Linked DNA regions of Sus scrofa: regions 1, 3 and 4 are each linked to region 2. The links are chromatin contacts, called in public HiChIP or PLAC-seq maps. All regions are on one chromosome and are shown on one strand. Each heading gives the region's core, a stretch centred on a gene start, on an enhancer-like site or on the middle of the called end of the contact. The rest is flanking DNA. Distances are from core to core; before and after follow the strand shown.

What was found. HiChIP or PLAC-seq counts read pairs in DNA pulled down with a chosen protein or histone mark.
Region 1: an H3K27ac HiChIP or PLAC-seq map of alveolar macrophages shows a contact between it and region 2. The contact joins the promoter of NDUFB6 here to the promoter of APTX in region 2. A contact is called at or near these places in 1 of 5 promoter capture datasets (fetal liver) and 2 of 2 datasets of contacts at active chromatin or transcription factors (alveolar macrophages and skeletal muscle).
Region 3: a contact with region 2 is called in an H3K27ac HiChIP or PLAC-seq map of skeletal muscle. The contact joins the promoter of TOPORS here to the promoter of APTX in region 2. A contact is called at or near these places in 2 of 2 datasets of contacts at active chromatin or transcription factors (alveolar macrophages and skeletal muscle).
Region 4: a contact with region 2 is called in an H3K27ac HiChIP or PLAC-seq map of skeletal muscle. The contact joins the promoter of NFX1 here to the promoter of APTX in region 2. A contact is called at or near these places in 1 of 5 promoter capture datasets (fetal liver) and 2 of 2 datasets of contacts at active chromatin or transcription factors (alveolar macrophages and skeletal muscle).

The regions. Positions count from the first base shown.
Region 1 is chr10:33,846,503-33,851,885 of Sscrofa11.1, forward strand. NDUFB6 (NADH:ubiquinone oxidoreductase subunit B6) reads left to right here and starts at 2,841. Exons shown (of 4, transcript NM_001044554.2): 1 at 2,841-3,133; 2 at 5,038-5,130. The coding sequence starts at 2,954.
Region 2 is chr10:33,465,545-33,471,531 of Sscrofa11.1, forward strand. APTX (aprataxin) reads left to right here and starts at 4,545. Exons shown (of 9, transcript NM_213734.1): 1 at 4,545-4,563; 2 at 4,566-4,579. The coding sequence starts at 4,545.
Region 3 is chr10:33,863,942-33,869,051 of Sscrofa11.1, forward strand. It overlaps TOPORS (E3 ubiquitin-protein ligase Topors), which reads left to right and starts at 2,026. Exons shown (of 3, transcript XM_013980194.2): 1 at 2,026-2,298; 2 at 3,810-4,004. The coding sequence starts at 2,296. NDUFB6 (NADH:ubiquinone oxidoreductase subunit B6) reads left to right here. Exons shown (of 4, transcript NM_001044554.2): 4 at 892-1,051. The coding sequence ends at 960.
Region 4 is chr10:33,197,781-33,203,535 of Sscrofa11.1, forward strand. It overlaps NFX1 (transcriptional repressor NF-X1), which reads right to left and starts at 3,039. Exons shown (of 25, transcript XM_021064702.1): 1 at 2,847-3,039. The coding sequence starts at 2,967.

The DNA.
Region 1 (5,383 bases), core at 1,591-4,090, 380 kb after region 2:
ATACTTATTGATGCTCACATCATTTCATCCTTGATGAGTGGAAGTCTATTCAGGTTGTCTCCTGAATCCTTTTGACATAAACATAATAGTCTTTAAAAAACTTCCTTGCTTTCTGCTAAGACAGGATGTTCCAAGCTTATTTAGCATTTCCTAACTGGACCCTGAAATTAGTTATTTCTCCAAGGCATGGTTCTCAAAAGTGTGATAGGGGAACCCCTGTAGTCCCTATGATCCTTTCATGGGGTTTATGAGGTCAAAACTATTTTTATAATACTACTGACATGGTGTTTGCCCTTTTTAACTCTCACTCTCTTGCAAATATATATGGAGTTTCCCAAAGGTTACATGATGTGTGATATTATGATTATGCAGAAGCCACTATAAGAATTCTGTCACTTATTAAACCAGACATTAAAGAGATTTACAAAGATGTAAAACAATGGCACTCTTCTAAGTAATTTTTGTTAGTGGATATTTTGTTATTTTTAAATGTTTTAATTTTTTTTTCTTTTTAGCGCTGCACCTTCAGGCTAGATGTTGGATCAGAGCTGCAGCTGACAGCTTATGCCACAACCATAGCAACACCAGATCTGGGCCACATCTTTAGCCTGCACCACAGCTCTCCACAACTCCAGGTCCTTAACCTATTGAGCAAGGCCAGGGATCAAACCTGTATCTTCATGGATACTAGTTGTGTTCTTAACTTTCAGAGCCACAGTGGGATCTCCTAAAATGTTTTAATTTCTAATTCAGTGAACATCAATAGATATAACCCACATAAACAAAAGTTCTTTGGGGCATCAACAACTTTAGGAATTTTAAGAGATTCGGGGGAATTCCCATCATGGTACATCAGAAACGAATCTGACTAGGAACCATGAGGTTTCAGGTTCGATCCTTGGCCTCACTCAGCGGTGCCATGAGCTGTGGTGTAGGTCACAGAAGTGCCTCGGATCTGAGGTTGCCGTGGCTCTGGTGTTGGCCGGCAGCTGCAGCTCCCATTAGACCCCTGGACTGGGAACCTCCATATGCCACAGGTGCAGCCCTAAAAAAACAAAAGACCAAAAAAAAAAAAAAATAGATTTGGGGAGCAAAATGTTTGAGAACTGCCACTCCAAGGAATACTTGGTTCCTTTTAATGGAAAATGGTATTTAAAGATCACAATCTAGGAACTAAAGATGTTCAAGGTTACTGGGTTGGCCATTGTTTTTAGCCATTTCAATGGGGAGCACTAAGACAAAAATTATATATATTTAAAGATGAAATACATCATTAGTTAATACTGACTCTGTCCAAATTTAGGACTACAGAGTTTTAACTTAAACTCATACAATTTATCTTTGTATCTCCTTTCTCTCATAACACAAATCCCGGCCTAAACGTTTATTTTCAGTTGCAGGTTAACAATACCATCACCACCATCACTATCAAGGATATGGTTACTTAAAACAGTTTGACTTCTTTCTTTCTCTTTTCTTTCTTTTTCTTTCTCTTTCTTTCCTTTCTTTCTTTCTTGCAGTTCTTTTTGTCTTTGAAGTATACCTCTCTATGGATGTACAATAATGTGATGATTTAAAGTTACCTGAAGTGGGAGTCCCCATTGTGGCTCAGTTGTAACGAAACTGGTTAGTATCCATCAGGAGGCAGGTTCGTTCCATCCCTGGCCCTGCTCAGTGGGTTAAGGATCTGGCGTTTGCAGTGAGTGGTGGCGTAGGTCGAAGACTCAGCTCAGATTTGGTGTTGCTGTGGCTGTGGTGTAGGTTGGTGGCTGCAGCTCTGATTCAACCCCTAAGACTGAGAACTTCCATATATCTCAGGTACAGTCCTAAAACGCAAAAATAAAGTTACCTGAAGTGGTGTGTGTTTTTGAAATTATGCCGCCAAGCAGTCAGATCCATCTATTTTTACTTTTGATTTTTAGAGGGTGCTTTTTAAAAACCAATTTGGAGACGTTTAGCTTCTATCCTTCTTGTTTCTAGCCTACCCCCTTCCTCTTCCTATAGGTAACATTAAAAAAAAAAGTAATTTTCCTTTCCATTATTTTAAAAACTTGAACAAACATATGTATATATATACATTTAGTATCACTACCACCCTCCCCTTTTTGGATAAAAGGTAGCATACTATACATACTTCTCTCCGTTTAGCTTTTTTCTCTTAACAACTTATGTACTCAGTAGCTCTCTCCAGTTTTATACAAAGCATTTCATTTAGTTATTGTACCACAACTTATTCAGCCAGCCCTTTACTGAGAAATTGAGCGGTAATTTACAGGATTTTATTATAAAGAGTGCTGCAGTTTGTGCACATTCTTTTCATATTTTTACCGCTGTATCTTTAGACTAGAGGTCTAGAAGTGGGATTGCTGGTACGAAGGGTGAACGTGTCTAATTCTGCTGGATAGTAAGCGACTTTCTACTTCTGCAGTACTGATGAAGGAACAGACGAGACAGCTGCTCAAGGACTCTTTACCAGAACATGGATGTAAAGGGTCCCCCACATACTCTAGGTTACGGGAAGAGGACGAATTCCAAGGTGGGAGAGGCAAATGAATTTTGCATGTAGAAGTCACTCATTGAGTCACATATTCACATACTTCCAGCTCCCAATACACCAGTTCTTCCTGGTCAGAGCGTTTAGTACACTGACCTCTGATACTTCCTGTTTTTCATTACTTCCCTCCTCATCCGGTAGCTAACTGTCTGCCAGTAACCGCCTCTCTCTGGAAATCTGGGCGCGTAAAGCGGTGCGGGGGTCTGCAGGAGTTTGCGCATGCCTAGTCACTACGCGCAGATTGGAGCCGCTCGAGGGCAGGACCCCAGTGACGTCGTAACGGCGCGCCGCTCCCAGGTGTCCTCGCAAGGTCGCTTTGCAGAAGGGGAAGCGCGCGTATGTGACAGGACCCTCGTTCAGGGGCGCGCCGTGTCTTGCTTCCTTGGTACCGGCGGCGACATGTCGGGATATACGCCCGACGAGAAACTGCGACTGCAGCAGCTGCGAGAGCTGAGAAGGCGATGGCTGAAGGATCAGGAGCTGAGCCCCCGGGAACCGGTGCTGCCCCCGCGGCGGGTGTGGCCTATGGAGCAATTCTGGAATAAGTTTTTGCAGGATGGAGCCCCCTGGAAGAACGTGGTGAGTGATGGCCCTCTCCCACCCCCGCCCCGTCGCGGTCCCCAGCCTGGCTGCTGTGACGCCTGCTCTCTGTAGCAACATTAGGTAGGGACTGATTCTCCCTTTCCCCGAAAGTACTGGTAGTTTCCCAAGGGGGAATTAGGTTCTGCCGAGACTTGGGTGTAGTGGGAACGCTGTCTGGTTCCTAGAGTCTTGGCCTGGGGGTCAGGAGTCCGGAGCACGTTTGGCTTTGGGATTGTCATACCATTTAACTGTCAGGTGTGATGAGTAGGAGGTGAATCTTTGCCTGGGTTTTACAGGATGGTGCAGCCTTGCATCTCTTTTGACTGTGGGAATCTTCCCTCAGAATGGTAGCCAAGGATTCACTAGAGTTAAAATTCAGTGATTTCGGTATTTGAGGACATTTGTCTGATCTTTGAGGTTGAGATTATAGAAACTAACTGCCATTACACCGAACCTAGAAGACAGTGTGCTTCTAACTGGTAGTACAGCTCCATGTAATCATCTTATAAGAATGGGTCCTATTGGGTTCTTACTTTATGCCTGACATTTTTCAAGGGTTTTACATGTGTTACTTAATTTTATTTTGGACTCCTGTAAGGTAGAAATTGGTCCTAATCTTAATTTTAAGTGTGGAAACTGAGGCCTACAAAAATTCAGTGATGTAGCCATGGTCTCAGGGTGAGGAATTCGAGTTCACATTGAAATCCATGTGTATCTACTTTCTTACTGAGCTACGAAGTCTGGTGCACATTTTTCTGAGCAAGTGGTATTAGATACTTATTTACGGTGGTAAAATTAAACTCTAAGTCAACTCTCCTCTTTTCTCCCTTTGGATTTCTGACATTTTACTAACTGATTTGGCAACCACTGGTTGAAAGTTGACATACCACCCATCAAGCAAGCGATTTAAGGAAGTAAATAATAATTTGTTGAAATCTGACTTACTTCATGTTAACCTTTTCCATAATCATATCTATTATAACACTTAAAATTTAGATTGTCCTTTCCCTGAAAGGATAGGTCCTATTCTTTCAAATTGGCTGCCCTGGAAAAGTTCCAGTTTTAAATGACTTTTGCCTTTCCCTTTTTTTTTTTTTTTTTTTTTTTGGTCTTTTCGGGGCCGCACCTGCAGCATATGGAGTTTCCCAGGCTAGGGGTCAAATCGGAGCTGTATCCGCCAGCCTACGTATGCCACAGCCACAGCAGTGCCAGATCCTAGCCGCGTCAGCGACCTCCACCACAGCTTACGGCAACACAGGATCCTTAACCCACCCAGCAAGGCCAGGGATCGAACCTGCGTCCTCACAGATGCTAGTCAGATTTGTTAACCACTGAGCCAGGACAGGAACTCCTCTTTTTAAAAACAGTATGTCTGAAGGCAGCTCACTGAGCATGGAACACCCCATCCCAGTATGTAAGACATCCTTTTTCCAGCATTAGTGTACTCATAATTATCTGCCTTACATCTTAGATGGTACAAGTGATGTTGATTATGTATTTGAAATTGATAAATTAGGGAAATGAAAACTCTGTATGCTGATTATTCTGGTTAAATCTATTAAAATTATTTTTTCATTATTTATGCCATGTTTTGTCTTAAACTTATAATAGGGATATTTTTAGAAGTCTTTTAAAAAACGTATATCTATAAATACATTACTATATCTCTGCAAAATACTGCTTAAGCCTCCTTTGCTCTGAACTCTGGAGGTGTCACCTAGTAGGCACTGTGTTTAATAAAAATATTCGAATGCATGAAATTAGCTGCAGACTTTAAGGAAATATGTAACATTTAGGGATTTTACAATGAGCATGACGTTGTTATAGCATTGATGCTTTTTTTTTCCTGCCGCAAATGTGAAAAAATAAGGTATCTATTTCTTGTATGCTTTTTCCCCCAGATCTATAAGACATACCGACACAGCATCTTTGCTGTTACTCATGTGCTTATCCCTGTATGGATTATTCATTATTATCTTAAATATCATGTAACTGTAAGTATGCTTTAAGTGTATGTTTTTCAGAATTTGTTTTTAATATTGTGCAAAATTATTTTCTATGCGAGTATGCCTTACTCTGCTCTACTTAATGGAAATAATCTGCCATGTATAACTGATTTTGAAGTTGAATCCTTTTAGGTAAAAGGTTTAAGGAAACTTAAGTAATGTATGGTTTTTCAAAAATTTAATCTTTATATTAGTTGCTTACAACTTGAGTTGTGTTTCCTCATAGAAACAACATTATGTG
Region 2 (5,987 bases), core at 3,295-5,794:
AATAATGTCACTCCCCAGCTAACTCTTTAGGGTTTTTTCAATATAGGACGAGCTCACATATAGTTCCTAAATGGTTTACTTTCTGACCTTGGTCAGATCTCACCATTTTCCTCTTACTTTCTACTCTTCAGCTCCATTAGACTTCTGTCATCCCTGACAGAATATGCTAAAAGCTTTACTGTAGGGCTTTTTTTTTTTTTGTCTTTTTGCCTTTTCTAGGATCACTCCCGCGGCATATGGAGATTCCCAGGCTAGGGGTCTAATTGGAGCTGTAGCCACTGGCCTATGCCACAGCCACAGCAACTCAGGATCCAAGCCGCATCTGCGACCTACACCACAGCTCGTGGCAACACCGTATCCTTGACCCACTGAGCAAGGCCAGGGATCCAACCCACAACCTCATGGTTCCTAGTCAGATTCATTAACCACTGTGCCACAACGGGAACTCCAGTGCCACAATGGGAACTCCTGTAGGGCTTTTATATGTATTCTTGCCTCAACCTAGATAATGGACCTAGAATATTCTTCCACCAAATCTTCACTTGTCTGTTTCATTTTCATCTTTCTGGACTCAGTTTAATTGTCCTTTCCTTAGATGGGTCTTTCCTGACACTCTTCCCAAACCCCTCCCACCCAACCTTCCCTCCTGCAAAAACAAAATTTCATAGCTATATTTTCTCTCAGAACTTTGTGCTTTTCCTTTTGAGAAAATCTCTGAACCATACCATTGCAACTTCCCAGGTTGGTCCTCTAGCTCCAGCAGCCTTTCCCTTTAGAGCAAGAGGCTCAAAGTCTCAAAGAGAGAAAAAAGGGCCTTCAAGGGGCAGACAGGTTACATAAGTGAGTGAGTGGAGACTGGTAACTGGAAACCACATGGCAGCCACTCACACTCCACAGAATAAGAAAAAATTAACCCCCCATGAACAAAATGGCCAAAAAAAATCTTGAAAAAGTAAAGTTGGAGGTGTCACACCTCATGATTTCAAAAGTTATTGCAAGACTACAGTGATGAAAACAGGGTAGCACTGGCATAAACACAGACATAGATGAATGGAATAGAATAGAAAGTCCAGAAATAAAGCCTTGCAGCTGTGGTCAAATGATTTTCAACAAGTAATCAAAGACCATTCAATGAAGAAAAGATAGTGTTTTCAGCAAATAATGTTGGAAAAAGTTATTCATATGCAAAAGGATGAAGTTGGATGCTTACCATATACCATATAAAAAATGAACTCAAAATAGATCAAAGATCTAAATGTAAGGCCTAAAACTATAAAATATAAGGGAAAAGCTTCCAATGATTTCTTGGATATGATACTAAAAGCACAGGCAATGAGAGTAAAAATAGAGAAATTGGACTACATCAAAATTAAAAATTACTGTCCAGGGCACAGTTGACAGAGTGAAAAGGCAACCTATGAAATGGGAAAAAATATTTGCAAGTCGTATATCTGATAGGGGGTTAATACCCAGAAGATAAAAAGAACTTCTGCAATGCAATAACAACAAAATAACCTGATTTTTAAAATGGGCAGGAGTTCCTGTTGTGGCCCAGAGGGTTAAGAACCTAGCATAGTATCCATGAGGATGTGGGTTTGATACCTGACCTTGCTCAGTGGGCTAAGGATCTGTCATTACTGCAAGCTGTGGCATAGGTTGCAGATGCAGCTCAGATCTGGTGTTGCCATGGCTATGGTATAGTTCTACAGCTGCAGCTCCAATTTGACCCCTAGCCCTAGGAACTTCCATGTGACACAGGTGTGGCTGTAAAAAGAAAAAAAATGGGCAAAGGACTTGAATAGACATTTCTCCAAAGATAGACACAGGGTCAATAAACATGGAAATATGCTCAGCATCACTAATCATTAGAGAAATGCAAATCAAAGCTACAATGAGGAGGTCCCATCTTGGCACAGCAGAAACAAATCTGACTAGGAACCATGAGGTTATGGGTTTGATCCCCGCCCTCACTCAGTGGGTTAAGGATCCAGCGTTGCTGTGAGCTGTGATGTAGGTCACAGACACGGCTCGGACCTGGCATTGCTATGGCTCTGGGGTAGGGCGGCAGCAACAGCTCTGATTAGACCCCTAGCCTAGGAACCTCCATATGCTATGGGTGCAGCCCTAAAAAGACCAAAAAAAAAAAAAGCTACAATGAGATATTATTCACACCCATTAGGATGACTACTATTTAAAAATAAACTCCAAATCAGAAAATTAACAAGTGTTGTCAAGGATATGGAGAAATCAAAACTCTTATGTACTATTGGTGGTGGAAATGATGCAGCTGCTATGGGTTGTTCCTTGAAATATTAGAAACAGAATTACCTTATGAACCAGCAATCTCACTTTGGGGTATAGATCCAAAAGAACTGGAGGCAAGCTCTCAAAGAGATATTTGTACAACCATGTTCATAGCATTATTCCTAGTAGCCAAAAGTTGGAAGCAGAAGGATAAAATGTGGTGTATACATGCAGCAGAATGTTTTTGAGCCCTGAAAAAGAGAGAAGTTTTGACACTTTACAAGTAAATGAACCTTGACATTATGCTGAATGAAATAAGCCAGTCACAAAAAAAACAATTACTGTATGATTTCAGTTACATGAGATACCTGGAGTGGTCAAACTTATGGAAACTGAAAGTAGAATGGTGGCTGCCAGGGGCTGGGGGAAGAGGAAATGAGTTGAGTTTCGGTTTTGCGAGTTTAAAAGGTTCTGGAGGTAGATTTCATTACAATGTGAATATGCTTTTTTCTCTTTCTTTTTCAGCCGCACCTGCTGCACATGGAAGTTACTGGGCCAGAGATCGAATCTGAGCCAGAGCCGTGATCTACACCACAGATGTGGCAATGCTGGATCCTTAATTCACTGCAACACAATGGGAACTCCTAATGTGAATATACTTAACAAATTGAACTTTATACTTAAAAATGGTTAAGCTGCTAAGTTTTATGTTATGCATGTTTTGTCACAGTTGAAAATTGAGAAAAATTTAACTTGGGAAAAAGAAAAACAAAACAAAACACCAAAGCCCTGAGCAAATCAACAAAACACACTTATCACAGCATATGGTTTGAAGCCTTTACCTCCTACCAGTGAATCTCAAATTTAACCATGTATTAGGATATCCTGGTGGGCTTTGGTAAACAGATTGCTGGACCCGCCCCCCCCCGAGTTTCTGAATCAGCCTGAGGTGAGAACTGAGAATCTGCATTTCTAACAGCTTCCCAAGCATTTAGAGGCCACTGCTACTGTCATAAGGATAATACTTTGAGAACTACTGCACTAGATAATACCACAGACTTACTCTCTATTAATTTCTATATTTATGTTTGTGATAAATCTTTAGTTCTGGAGTCCTTGAAAATTTTAAGTGTCCACCATGCCCTTAAGCCATGCATTATGCCCTGTGATCCTTCTTCTTGGACCAGTAATTTGCTATGGACAAAGGGCTAGAGCTAATAGGCTGGGCAACAAATCTCTACCCAATTCTGCACAATATATGGTGAATTAATCCAATTCAGTTGTGACTGTGACACACAAAGGCAGGTCAGGTAGAAGCAGAGGCTAAAAGAAGCTTAATTCTGAGGGAGCCCCAAAAACTGGTCACGTCACCAGAGTAGGCTCTCTTTAACCTCGAGCATTGTGAACCACATTCCACAGCCATGAGGCCTGTGTGGCCACTTAGATGCTTCCTGTGCTCCCCACTTTCCGGGGTGGCCCTAATAAAAACCTGCATCTTCTTTGCTAACAAGGGCAAGTCTCTCTTCTGTGTTTCCTGGAAGATCCTCCTGCTATATCTTGATAGCTTCGATATCTCCATCATACCTTTGAGCGTCCGCTTTCCTAGGTAAGGAAGCAACATTCCGAACGAGATAGGGATTTTTTTCATTTGCCAGAATGCCTTTGAATAATTGTAATATAAGACTCTGGGAACATCCTGGAATTGCGATAAAAATCGGAAAATATTTCATTCCAAAGATCCTGATTTTCTCCTCTGCCCCTCAGCCAATTCATTTAGTGAAAAGAGCATTAAAAAAAAAATCTTTAATATTAAAAAAAAAAATCTTTGCAGGTTTCCCCGCCTCTAGCCCCTCCAGTCCTATCTCTTCCAGGAAAGGAGAAAGCAGACTGTAGCTTTGAAAGGGGGTGAGAGAATAACGCAGGTAATTTGTATAGCGGAAAAGTCGCGGGCTTTTCCTTACGAAAAGAATGCCAAGAGGCTGCACAGCTGCCTAGACACGGCCACCGAGAGGACAGCTGCCTGGTCTCTGCCAATTCAGAAACCAAGAGGTGGTGACAGAAGTGCGGCTCTCGGGTAGAAAGATGCGGAGAGAGCCCGTTTTCAGTGGGATAACTGCCAGGAGCGTCCAAATTCGGACAGCGGCCCACTAAGCAATGAAGTGGGGCGGGCACTTCCCTAACCGGGCATCGGGCGAGACCCTCTCAGCCAATCTTGGGACAGACGATGGTAACGTCACTGGTTGCACTCCAGCCTGTCTCGCGACGTCATTCCTCAGCGCCGGAAGTTGTGCGTCATGGAGGAGTAACGTGAGCTTATCCCCTCTGCTGTCTCGAGGTAAGGCAGTTGTTGGCCTACCTCCTCCGCTACCCTGCTGGCCGGATTGAAAGCCGTGGATGTGGGCCTCAGGTTGGTCCCCTACTGCCCCTGAGTGACGTTCTCACGGCTTCTGTCGGCAGGTGTTGCTTCATTCTAGGGCTTTGGGTGTCCCATTTCTCTCCTGCTGTGTTTTGGCGGCTTTCACGTTGGTTTCGTCACACAGCGTTCTTTCTCTTGTGCCCATCACTTGTGTCAGTCGGAACACAAGCAGAGGAAAGATTAGAGAGTGGGCACTGTCCAACCCAAGGAGGCGGCTCAGCCTGTCAGGACGGATGTTTTCCCCAGAAACGCTCCCTGAAAGGAACTTGAGGGCCCTTCACAGCGCCCTCGACAGGCCTTATAGGAAGGTCAGAAGATGCAAGCCTTTTCTCACAGACTAGTGAGTGACTGTGGTTCAAGAAAACAAGGATGTAGGAGTTCATGTTATGGCGCAGTGGTTAACGAATCCGACTAGGAACCATGAGGTCGCGGGTCGATCCCTGATCTTGCTCAGTGGGTTAAGGACCCGGCGTTGCCATGAGCTGTGGTGTAGGTCGCAGACGCTGCTTGGATCTGGTGTTGCTGTGGTTCTGGCGTAGGCCGATGGCTACAGCTCCAATTGGACCTCTACCCTGGGAACCTCCATATGCGCGGGAGCGGCCCTAGAATAAGCCAAAAAGACAAAAGAAAGAAGAAAACAAGGATATAATTTCCATATGGAATTAAATGTGGTCCAGATTTGGGGCCTTTTGGTTTATATTGGATATCACTAGAACGTTTGAGACAGGCTTCTTCCTATGGGGAGACGAAACAGATTTGTGCCCTTTCACCTTAGTTGCAGTCAGTGCTGTGGATGGTCATTTCCTTAGCTCCGCTTTCATCCTACCTCCACTGTTAACAAGAGTGATACTAGTGTTGAATCCGTGTTTTTTGCCAGATGCTGAACTTTTTACATCTTAATTTAGCCCTTGTGACAATGCCATGGTGTAGAGCAATAATTAATATCATTTTACAGCTGAAGAAGTAAAGACAGCGTAGATAACTGACCTCAAGTCACATGGTGAGTAAGGTGGAGGAGGCAAGATTTGAACTCTAGCAGTTGGACTTCGGAGGCTTGGATGTTATCCACTGTTTTATATCAGTTTTCTTCAGCTTATTAAGCTCCCATACACCTTACTCTGTAACTATTTACTATGTTAGGGAGAAAATTGAGGTTATTACACGTGCTCCTCAAATTTCTGCCCCTCCTTTCCCTTCACACAAAGTAATCTAGATTTATACTTACGTTTACCTTTCCTTAAGTGTCATAGGATGAGCTGTGTCCTGATCAAAGCAGATTTCTTTATCTTTGCTTCTGACCTTTCTTTTATACTTGTGAGACCTTTTC
Region 3 (5,110 bases), core at 776-3,275, 400 kb after region 2:
ATGGAAGAGAACAAAAACAAAGCACAAAGGTGCAGCTACTGTCTTTGGAAAATAAAATGATTCTTCTGGAGTTCCCGTCGTGGCGCAGTGGTTAACGAATCCGACTAGGAACCATGAGGTTGCGGGTTCGGTCCCTGCCCTTGCTCAGTGGGTTAACGATCCGGCGTTGCCGTGAGCTGTGGTGTAGGTTGCAGACGCGGCTCGGATCCCGAGTTGCTGTGGCTCTGGCGTAGGCCGGTGGCTACAGCTCCGATTCAACCCCTAGACTGGGAACCTCCATATGCCGCGGGAGCGGCCCAAGAAATAGCAACAACAACAACAAAAAAAATAAAAATAAAAAATAAAAAATAAAAAAAAATAAAAAAAATAAATGATTCTTCTTTTGGCACCTCTTTTTAAAATCCACTTAACAACCCACCTGCATTACCGAGGTGTCTCTTGTTGGGGTGATTGTAAGCTGCCCAGGGAAAGTGTGCATTCTGCAACACCTGAGCCAAACAGTAAACTGGTGATGGCCTAACACATTCAGTTTCTGGGAACACATTACCTCCTTATTATTGAAGTGAAGATGTTTCCCTGCAACTTCTTTCAAGGGATTCTCCTATTTCTTGGGGCTAAGCAAAATAAAGATTATCTCTTTATCACTTTGTAAAGTCAACTTTCTTGTTCTTTCTGGTCATTTTGCTTGAGTGAAACTTCCCCTCTTCTTTCACTTACACCTTAAGACTTTGAATACTGGTTGCTTATCTTCAGACAGCATCTATTTTGCTTTTGTCCCTTTTAAAGTGTGAATGACAGAGCTGAACTAGATTTTCCACAAGGTCTATCCACATGGTGGAACTATCACCTCTGAAGACAAGATTTTTCACTAATGCATCTTTGTTTTTCTAGGGTGATACAATCCTGGAAACTGGAGAAGTAATCCCACTAATGAAAGAATTTCCTGATCAACATCACTGAAGATAACTTTAAAATTTCAAAGGCATATGAGCTATATTACCACACTTACTGAATATATTTTCTGGAAAAGTAACTTTAATAAAGTTTACTCTCAGATATGTGTCTTTTTCTTCCCAAACATTATACAATTTGAGACTCTTTGAATTATTTAATAAATAAAAACTGGGCATGTTAAATGATTTGAGCAAGTCACTTTTTTGGCCATTCTTGATTTGGAAAGAGGATGTAGGAAATTTAGTCACATGATAGTTTTTTTCTTACAGTATGTAATCTAGTCTTATGTGAAGGTATGCAACATAATGAAATCATGCAATAAATATAAGAAATTTTACACACTTTCAATTTTTTCTTTTTGCCTTTTAGGGCCGCCCCCCCCCACACACACATGTAAATTCCCAGACTAGGGGTCTAATTGCTACAGCCATGGCCATGCCAGATCTGAATTGCGTCCACCACCTACACCACACAGCACATGCAACTCCAGATCCTTAACCCAAGGAGTGAGGCCAGGGATTGAACCGGCATCCTTATGGCTACTAGCCTGGTTTGTTACCGCTGAGCCACAATGGGAACTACAGATTGTTTTAAAGAAGGCTTTTTGAGGCATTTCAAAAGTGTTTTAGAAACTAGCTTGAAAGGCTGTCAGATCCAGGTTCTTTGTTATATGAGATGATAAAAGACAAACCCCTAAATATTTGATAAATTAATACATTAACGGTTATTACAAAAGACTACACCAAAATGAAAGTGGAAACTTGTATTAAGGATTTTATTGTGAATCAAGACGAGTCCGATAAGCATGAGGTAAAGAACTGTATATACATAGAATTAAATTCAGAGGCGTTACAAATGTTCATTCGTCCCGAACATTTTGTCTGGGTGTTCCTTCTTTAGCTGTCGCCGCGCAGCTACAGTTGATGCATAGATGACATATCCCCATGAGAGTAGTACGACCGCGAGGAGCAACTGAAAAATGCAAGAAAAGGAGTAAAAGCAAAAACACGTGAGTGGCATTTCCTCCCCGCCCCCATCAGACAGCCCTGCACGTTGCCAAGGTGCAAATTTTAATAACAAACGAATAAATGGGGTTCCGGAGGCGAGTACACCAAGCCGCCCTGACGTAAGAAGCGGAAGAGCGTGTCCTCCAGGAAGAGGCGGAGTCGAGGTGAGGGAGTGAAAAGCTTAATTCAGGAATGGATTTTGGAGTTTTTGGGCGCTGAAGAAATACGGGGCCTTCCACCCGCGGGCCGGAGGAGTCGAGCCCTTGGGGCCCCGCCAGGCCCGGGGCCTACCGCTGAATAAATCCGGTCTAGGGTGCGGCGACTCACTGGCTTCATGGTAAGGAGGCGGCGGCGGTCCACGGGCACGGGCGGAAGCTACAGGCCTTGTAGTATCCTCCGGGGCGGTGGCTGCCGGGCGGCGGCGGCGGCGGCGGCCATCTTGCAGCCGGGCGCGAGCGCCCGCCCCGTCGCCTCCGCGCGCGTTTCCCATCGAGCGGCCGGCCTCTTCCGCCCGGAGCTGGGGGCGGGTCACGTGACGGCGGCCTAGCCCGCCTTTGAGGGAGGAGGTGAGAGAAACGAGGAATTATTTACTTCAAAAGTGGGTTTTTTGTTTTTGCCGCTGAGAGGGATAGGCTTGACTCGTCAGCCGATCTTCCTTCACTTGCTGTGCAGTATTAATGCAGGATAAGGTACTGTCGTGTGCATTTAAAAGTTTACTTGAAAAAAAAATCCACGTTTTAAATATTACACCGGCGTCCAGCGGTGGAAGAATTAATGTTTCCTCCGGGACTTGTTCCCACAACATAGGTAGTCGTTCGTGTATATTTATCTTTGAAGTAAGCTAGAATGCCGCCCGCTTTTATGTTAACTAACGCATCGTTATGGGAGTCCTTGTTAATTGAGCTTCTTTAAAAAGTCTTTGAGAACGCGATGGCTTGTTGATGCCAGTGATACTTATAAAAAGAAATCACCTGGCACGGACTACCTAGCCTAATGTACCTGCCAATCAACAAGTGTTGGTTGAACATTTGTGCTCAGAACGGTAGCAAGATCAGATAAATATTAAGCCAAAGGACGGAGTTCTGTACTCGGGCCGTTGTAGTAAGTTCAGCTCTAGAATGTTTGGGACGCGCACATTTGAGGCCTAACGGTAGAATGAGGCAACGGGCCGCTTTAGGCTCTAGATGTCTTGTCTCTAAGTATCTCAGTTATGAACTGCACAGAGTTTTCATCCAGCTTTCGGGGAGTGCGGAAGGAGGAAAACGTCATCTGGGGACGATTTCAAGGCTCTGTGGTCATAGGTAAAATCCCTGTTTATCCCCAGACTGGAATAGATCTCTGTCTCTGAAGACTGTAAACCTCGGACTTGGGATTCCATTCGAATCCCGGTGTTGGTTGGTAACTGCAACCGAAAGTCACTTCAGCTCCGTGTAACTCCGTTCCTTTATCTGTACAGCAGAGAGTTTCAGTAACTTCTCAGAGTTTGGTGAGGTTTGAAAGGAGATCGAACTAGTTACCGTGTCTTCCGGGTAAGGTAGAAGCGAACATTAACCCCCCTGCCGCCACCCCCCGAGAGATTGATAGTAACAGGAGTGAAGCTGTGGTAGCGATTTCTGTCTGGGGGGTGCTCTCGCCGCTCCCATTCCTGGGGCGGAGGGCGGTGGACGGTGGGGGAAGGGCCGGGTCCGGGCTGCGCGCGCTAGGCCCCGCCCTCGCTGCTGGCGTCTTCCACCGCGCATGCGTTACGTTGGCGGGTGCTGTGTTTTGACGCGCTGGGCCTGCCAAGTGGGTTTTGCCTTCTGCCACCGCCCCCAAGCTGCCATTGGTGATGATCGCTTTACGTCACAGGGGTCGCAGCAGCCGCCGGGGTCTCCGCTGTCTCGCGAGGAGGGTGAAGCGCCCCCGCCCGCTCCGGCTCTTGAGGGCCGGCGGAGAAGTCGCCGGGTTCGCCTTCGTGGGTCCTGCCGTCACCGACCCAGCTTTCTGGGCCGCCGGGAGCTTGCCACGAGCGCCCCAGCCGGGCCTGCACCGGCATCCTCCGAGGTGAGTGAGATCGGGAACAATGGGGCGCGGAGGTCGGAAGGGCTGGGCGAGCCCAAGCTCCCGCTCGCATCGAGGCCCAGGGGCGCGGGAGCTGCGGTCGGGCCTGAGGGGCCGTCGCGACCCGGCGGGCCGGGGTCTGGGACAACGGCTCCTGCGGCACACCTGTGGATCCACGCGGTTCGGGTGGGCGGGGAAGGGCTGCGTTTCTTAGCAGCGCTCCCGAGAGCGCGAGCGCGGCGGTGTACTAGATGGAGCTTGGTCGTAAGGGAAAAACCTGACACAAAACACAAAACAGTCGAGTCTGAATCGTGGCGTCACCTCTGTCAGAGATGTGACCTTGGATGGGTTGCCTAACCTCTCTGAGTATGTCTGTAAAATGGGAATAACAATATTTTAGTTCGTTGTGATTATGTAATGCACGCGGTGCTCACCCTAAGGAAGGGACTGTCGCTGTGGCTGTTGGAGTTGTCTGTGTACTGTTACATCCCTTGAGCCTGTGACTTCTTCATCAAGTCAGTGCAGCTTTTCTCACGGGCTGCTGATTGGTAGACTGGAAGGGGGCAGTACTGAGAAAAAACAAATAGTGATTTGAGTGCAAAAATGGATAGAATTTTTGGTAGGTAATTTTCGAGATTTTTTTTAGATGAATAACAACAAAGCTATCGAAGATTTAATAGCCGGTGAGAGTTTGGGGTTTTTTGCTTGTTTTTAGTCAATGACTTGCACAGTCACTCAAAGCAATCTTATCTGGAATGAGTGGCTTTAGAGGGGAATGGTTTCCAAGTAGTTCTTTTTAATTGCTGGAAATGAAATTAAATTTTGTGTTATGGTCAGTAGATTCTATAACTTCTGTTTGATTTCTTTGGGATTGGTGATGAAATTACAGTTCAGAAAGGTACAGTGATTTCTTTACTGTCAAAAAAGATAAGGCCCAGATTACTTTTAATACTTCGGGGTGTATATCTAGTTCATCCACTTGGTGAACCCATTTTAGCTACTTTGCTTAGATGTGTTAAATGCAACACTGATATTAATATGAAGATCATTTAGTTGTTATAGACTGTCATCTTTCTGGGCATTTATAATCCATCATGGGTGATGGAAAC
Region 4 (5,755 bases), core at 1,789-4,288, 270 kb before region 2:
CACAGCCTGCGGGTTTTAGATTTAATAATAAACCCTGGAGTTCCCGTCATGGCGCAGTGGTTAACGAATCCGACTAGGAACCATGAGGTTGCGGGTTCGGTCCCTGCCCTTGCTCAGTGGGTTAACGATCCGGCGTTGCCGTGAGCTGTGGTGTAGGTTGCAGAGGCGGCTCGGATCCTGCGTTGCTGTGGCTCTGGCATAGGCCGGTGGCTACAGCTCCGATTCAACCCCTAGCCTGGGAACCTCCATATGCCGCGGGAGCGGCCCAAGAAATAGCAGTAATAACAACAACAACAAAAAAGACAAAAGACAAAAGACAAAAAAAAAAAAAAAAAACCCTAACATTAATTAGGTACTTAACACGTGCCAGGCATGATTCTAAGCACTGTGCACACGTCATTTAACCCCTACATTCCTCATGAGAAAAATGAGACCAGGAGAGGGTAAGCAGCTTGACCAAGGCCACAGGAGTATTCCAAAGTAGATTCAGGATTCCACCCCAGGCTATATGGCCCTGGAGATGACACTCTTACACCACGGTCCATTGCCAGAGGTTGGGTAGCAGGTACCATAGAAACGTGTATTTAAGAACTGATCGAGACCATAAAGGTCACAGGGTAACCTCTCATTCAATCCATGATTTGTCTTGAAAACTTTCACAAAGGCGAGACCATAAAGGTCACAGGGTAACCTCTCATTCAATCCATGATTTGTCTTGAAAACTTTCAGAATTCTGGGGATGATGTGGAGGACCTGACAAAATGGCAAGAGGATCAGACGAATTCAGAAGGTGTGCCAGAAACATAAGAGATAACTTAAAGGGAGAATGGGAAAGCTTAGACGAAGTGGGTGTTGCGTAGTCCTGCCCTACTTGAAGACGGTGGTAAGAGGGGCAGAGAAAACATCAGTAAAGTTGTCCAGAATAGCCTGGTAAAGGATGAGAAGAGGGCATTCTCATGTTAAGCAGCAAGGAGTTGATGCAGCTAGAGAATCTACACAGGGCAGCCATCTATTCACACACAGTGTATGTTCCACCAGGCATGGGGTAGTAGGCAAAGCCCTCAGAAAGACCCTTAAGGGACATGAAGAAGGGGAAAAGGGCATACAAGGAAAGTGGACACAGAGATCAAAGACACCTTTATTTTTTCAATACTTTAAGTAGCTGGAAGTTACACAACAAATAGGATGTCTCATCCCCAAGGCTTGGCCATAGTGCCAAGAGGTACCCGAGATCCATAACACCATGGTAGGTGACCAATAGGTGGGTGGAACAGAGTAAGGGGAAATACAACTGTAGATTAGAGAGTCCGGAGGCAAAGCTGGTGCTGGAGAGTCTGCCCCTGGGCAGAAAGATATCCCCTGGACTGGGCTGCTGTTCTCTTGCAAAAGGTAAGAGAACTAAACCTTAAGTGGGATGGACGTGTGGGCTAGAGATGATGCTGAAATAATATGGAATTGGAACCATGGCAAAAGCAAACTAAGGCACAGGAGACAGAGTGGGGAGGTCTTTGGACTAGTGGACTTTGCCTCAGTAGATGGGGGCAGAGGTTGTAACCTAGAACACAACACCAAATATCAAAACTATGACTCACTACTAGCCCCACTCAATTCTGCTTCAAACACTGAAGGATGTAGAAATGGGCCAGAAGTGAGTCTAAGGTTAGGAAGACTAATGAATCCAATTTAGAGGATCTAGGAAAAAAATGGGTGGGAGAATAACAAAACACCAGCCTAAAAAGGAACCCCCTCCAAGATGACTTAATACCTGTATCAGGACAGGGGTACATAGATGCAGTGTGTTATCCAACTTTTTTGACCAAGACCCATAGTAATAAATACATTTTACCTGCCACCAAGTACACAAATACATATATACTCTTTTTGGTGCCCCAACAGCTGGTAGGTAGCAGAACTAAGTCTTAAATTAATGACTGTTCACAAACCTCGTGTTGCAAATTGCTGCCCCCTTTCTCAGAAACAGTGGGTCAGGAAATCAAATCACATAGTGGATTGTGACAAGTATTTTTTTCAAACGAAATATGTATTAGAGTGCATTAGAGATAGTAAGGAAAACTATTGCTTCCTGAAACTTTCGGTTCGCTTTCATATTTAGTTCTGTGTGCACTGAGGTCAAGATGGAAAACGCTCCTTTTCGGTCACTGTCCAAAGAGTTTGGAAAACAAAGATCTAACGTACCTTGAAGGAAGTGGAAATGGGTGTTACATTAACAGCCGTTATATTAATAACAAATTCGGCTGCCTGCACACACAGAGACAATTCCAGTAGAGGAAGTAACAGGTTACAGTATCGGCGGGAACCTTCGCAACAGTTGATTTATTTACTCCTAACTCAAAGATGAGGAAAACACCCAGTCACACTGTGAGCTGCGGCAGGGTGAGAATGGAAACCACAGGTCTTTCGCTCGCGCTCGCAGTGCTGCCCCAGGACACACGAGTACTCCTGAAGTACAGCGCGCAAACCTGCCTCGCGTCAAGAGCCCGCCACCGTCAAGGGCGGTGACCCGACTGACGCCCGCCTGTCGGATATCCGTGCGGCCGCTGCCCCAGGAAGGCCGAGATGAGCCCTGAAGAGAGCGGGATACCCACATCAACGCCCTGGGACAACCCCGCTCTCTGAGGAAAACCAGCTGCCGAGCTTCTCCACACGGTGGAAGATGGTTAAGAGATCTGTATGCAAGACGCGCGTGGCTTGGCCCTTCCGAGCCACTATCCCAACCCTAGGACGCGCCACTCTCGCGATACGAATGGCCAGTGCCTTAGGACTCGTCACTGACCCAATTTCCGCTACTCGCGAAGGGCCCAGTCCCGTGAGGGCCAGGACAGTACCTGAGACAGGAGGCGCCTCCGCCATCCCGTGCCGCAACACCTGAGGCGAGCCCTGCAGCCCAGCAAGCGCTGTCACCCGGTCACGTGCCCTGGACTTCCGGCGCCGGGAGAATATTCGCATCCGCGCGCCCGGTGGACGGCCACAGAGCTTGCGCGGCCTGTGGAGACTGTGTGGTGCGTCATGACGTCAGATAGACGCACCAGGCGTAAGGCTGAAGGAAGAAACTAGTGGCTGTGGGTGACTAGGTCCCGGGAGGGTAGGCGTGCTGGGGCTTGCGTAATCTATCGTTTTCCTTTTGAGATTCGCTGTGCTCTCCTGCTACCGTGCGCTTTTATTCCGCCACCCAACCGGCTTCACCTGGTTTTCCGGAGTCAGCTCAGACATCACCGCCTTACTAGAGTAATTCTGACTTAGGGTTAAAATAAAAACAAGTAGTGGAAAGGCAGCCTGGAATCTAACTTGCTCTGAAAGTTGTGTAACAAATTGAGGGAAAAATTAATTCTACAGGAATTATTATGAAAGTGGGATAACTAGTTTTTGTTCTTTAAGTGTTGTAAATTTAAATTCCATGAACTCAGGATAGAAGGTCGCTAGACTAATAAAATATTGGTTAAATGATAAAATTTTAAAAAGCAGCCTGGGAAAAAATAATCTGCAAAAAGACGATAAAAAGATGATACACATATCGGCTCTTACAAATCAGTTTAGAAAACGAAAGGTCGTTTATTAGATATGACAAAGGGCTTGAGCGGGCACGGTGACAAATATAGATTGACACTGAACGTTAGGGGAAAGGTTTGGAGACACTGATAATTTTTAAAGTACAAACTGTTAGGTGAATGTGTGGAGTTCTTTTGTTTGTGTGTTTTGCTGTTGCATTACCAAGAAGAACACAAGATTTAAGTGTGAAGCATCTGCATTTGTAAAGTAATTCAGTGGTGCAGGTTTCCCCAAAAACACAAGTCTTCATTAACTTCCGTTATAATGCATATTTTGTCTTTTTAAGTGCTGGAGGAGGTTAATGGTGAAAAAGAAATATGCTTCCTGCCCTCATGAAGTGAACTGTCTAGGGGGGAAAAGTTAAAACTGAGTAATTTATATTTACAAATGAATAATTTGCATTGTGAAAGAAATAAACAGTGATATAGACTTTATAGGATCTGCTCCAGAAAATGTGGCCAGCTTTCTTTGAATTGGACAGATGAGATGGGTAAGCTACGTGAAGAGTTAGAGATAATAGTATGTGCAAATGTTAAGGAAGAAGGAAATAGCTTAAGTTCAAGTTATGGAAATATTTGCTGGTGAACAGTGAGTCAGGAGCTTGGCACAGTATGAAATTGGAGAAGTAGGTAAAGAAGATCACGTGCATCACCTGCAGGATGTGATAATAGATCTTATTCCAAGAGCATTAAGAAGTTAGTAAAAGGGAGTTCCCGTCGTGGCGCAGTGGTTAACGAATCCGACTAGGAACCATGAGGTTGTGGGTTCGGTCCCTGCCCTTGCTCAGTGGGTTAACGATCCGGCGTTGCCGTTAGCTGTGGTGTAGGTTGCAGACGCGGCTCGGATCCCGCGTTGCTGTGGCTCTGGCGTAGGCCGGTGGCTACAGCTCCGATTCAACCCCTAGCCTGGGAACCTCCATATGCCGAGGGAGCGGCCCAAGAAATAGCAACAACAACAACAAAAAAGACAAAAAAAAATAATAATAAAAATAAAATAAAATAAACTAACTTAAAAAAAAAAAAAAAAGAAGTTAGTAAAAGGTTCTAAGCAGGAAGCTCCTATTGCCACAGCTTACAACTATGGCGCGAGTTTGATCCCTGGTCCAGGAATTCCTCATGCCAAAGGCGCAGCCAAAAAATAAATAAAATAAAATTTTTAAAAAAGTTTGAAGGAAGTGATATTGTTACCTAACTGAACACAGTCTGCTGCTTGTCTGATGCAAAGATGCAAAGAAAAGCCAATCTATGGATGCCAGGTTGTGGTGAAGAAAAGTACAATCAATTCTTATTGCAGAGTGCCAAACAAGGGAATGAGAGACAAGCCTCTGATCCACTCCAACTTGGTCTTTGAGTCAGGATTTTTTGGTTTTTTGTTTTGTTTTTTGTCTTTTTAAGCAGAAGATGGAAGAGGCTGGGCTTAAAAATCGTCTTGTTACATTTCTGTGGCTTTTTTTTTTTTTTTTTTTTTTTTTTTTTTTTATGGCCATACCTGAGGCATAAAGAAGCTCCCAGGCTAGGATTGAATCCGAGCTACAGCGTGACCGATGTTGGATACTTTAACCCACTGCACCGGGCTGGTGATCTAACTTGCACCTCTGCATCAACCCAAGCCACTGCAGTTGGATTCTTAACCCACTGTGCCGTAGCAGGACCTCCATGTGGTATTTCTTTCTGTCTTTTTTTTTTTTTTTCTGTCTTTTCTAGGACTGCACCCGTGGCATTGGCATAGGGAGGTTCCCAGGCTAGGGGTCTAATTGGAGCTATAGCTGCCAGCCTATACCACAGCCACTCCAGAACCTTAACCCACTGAGCAAGGCCAGGGATCGAACCCACAACCTCATGGTTCCTGGTCGGATTCGTTAACCACTGAGCCACGATGGGAACTCCTCGTGTGGTTTCTTAATCGTAGTTTCAGGAGTTAGGCTGTCTCTGGTTTAAAAGTCTTTGACCAGGTGGTTCATGGCTGGGGAACTCATCTTGTCCTGAGTTTGTATGTTAATGATGCTATCTAATAATAGCAATTTTAGTACATTAATAATGTTACTGACAACAGCAGTTTTGGTCATCTGACTCTGGTTGATTAGTGTTCAGATAGCACAGGTTTGAAGTCAGAGGGGACACAAGAAAGGGAATAAAGTTTTGGATAGATTAATTATAAACTCGGTAAGGGAACTCAGTTTTAGAGACAC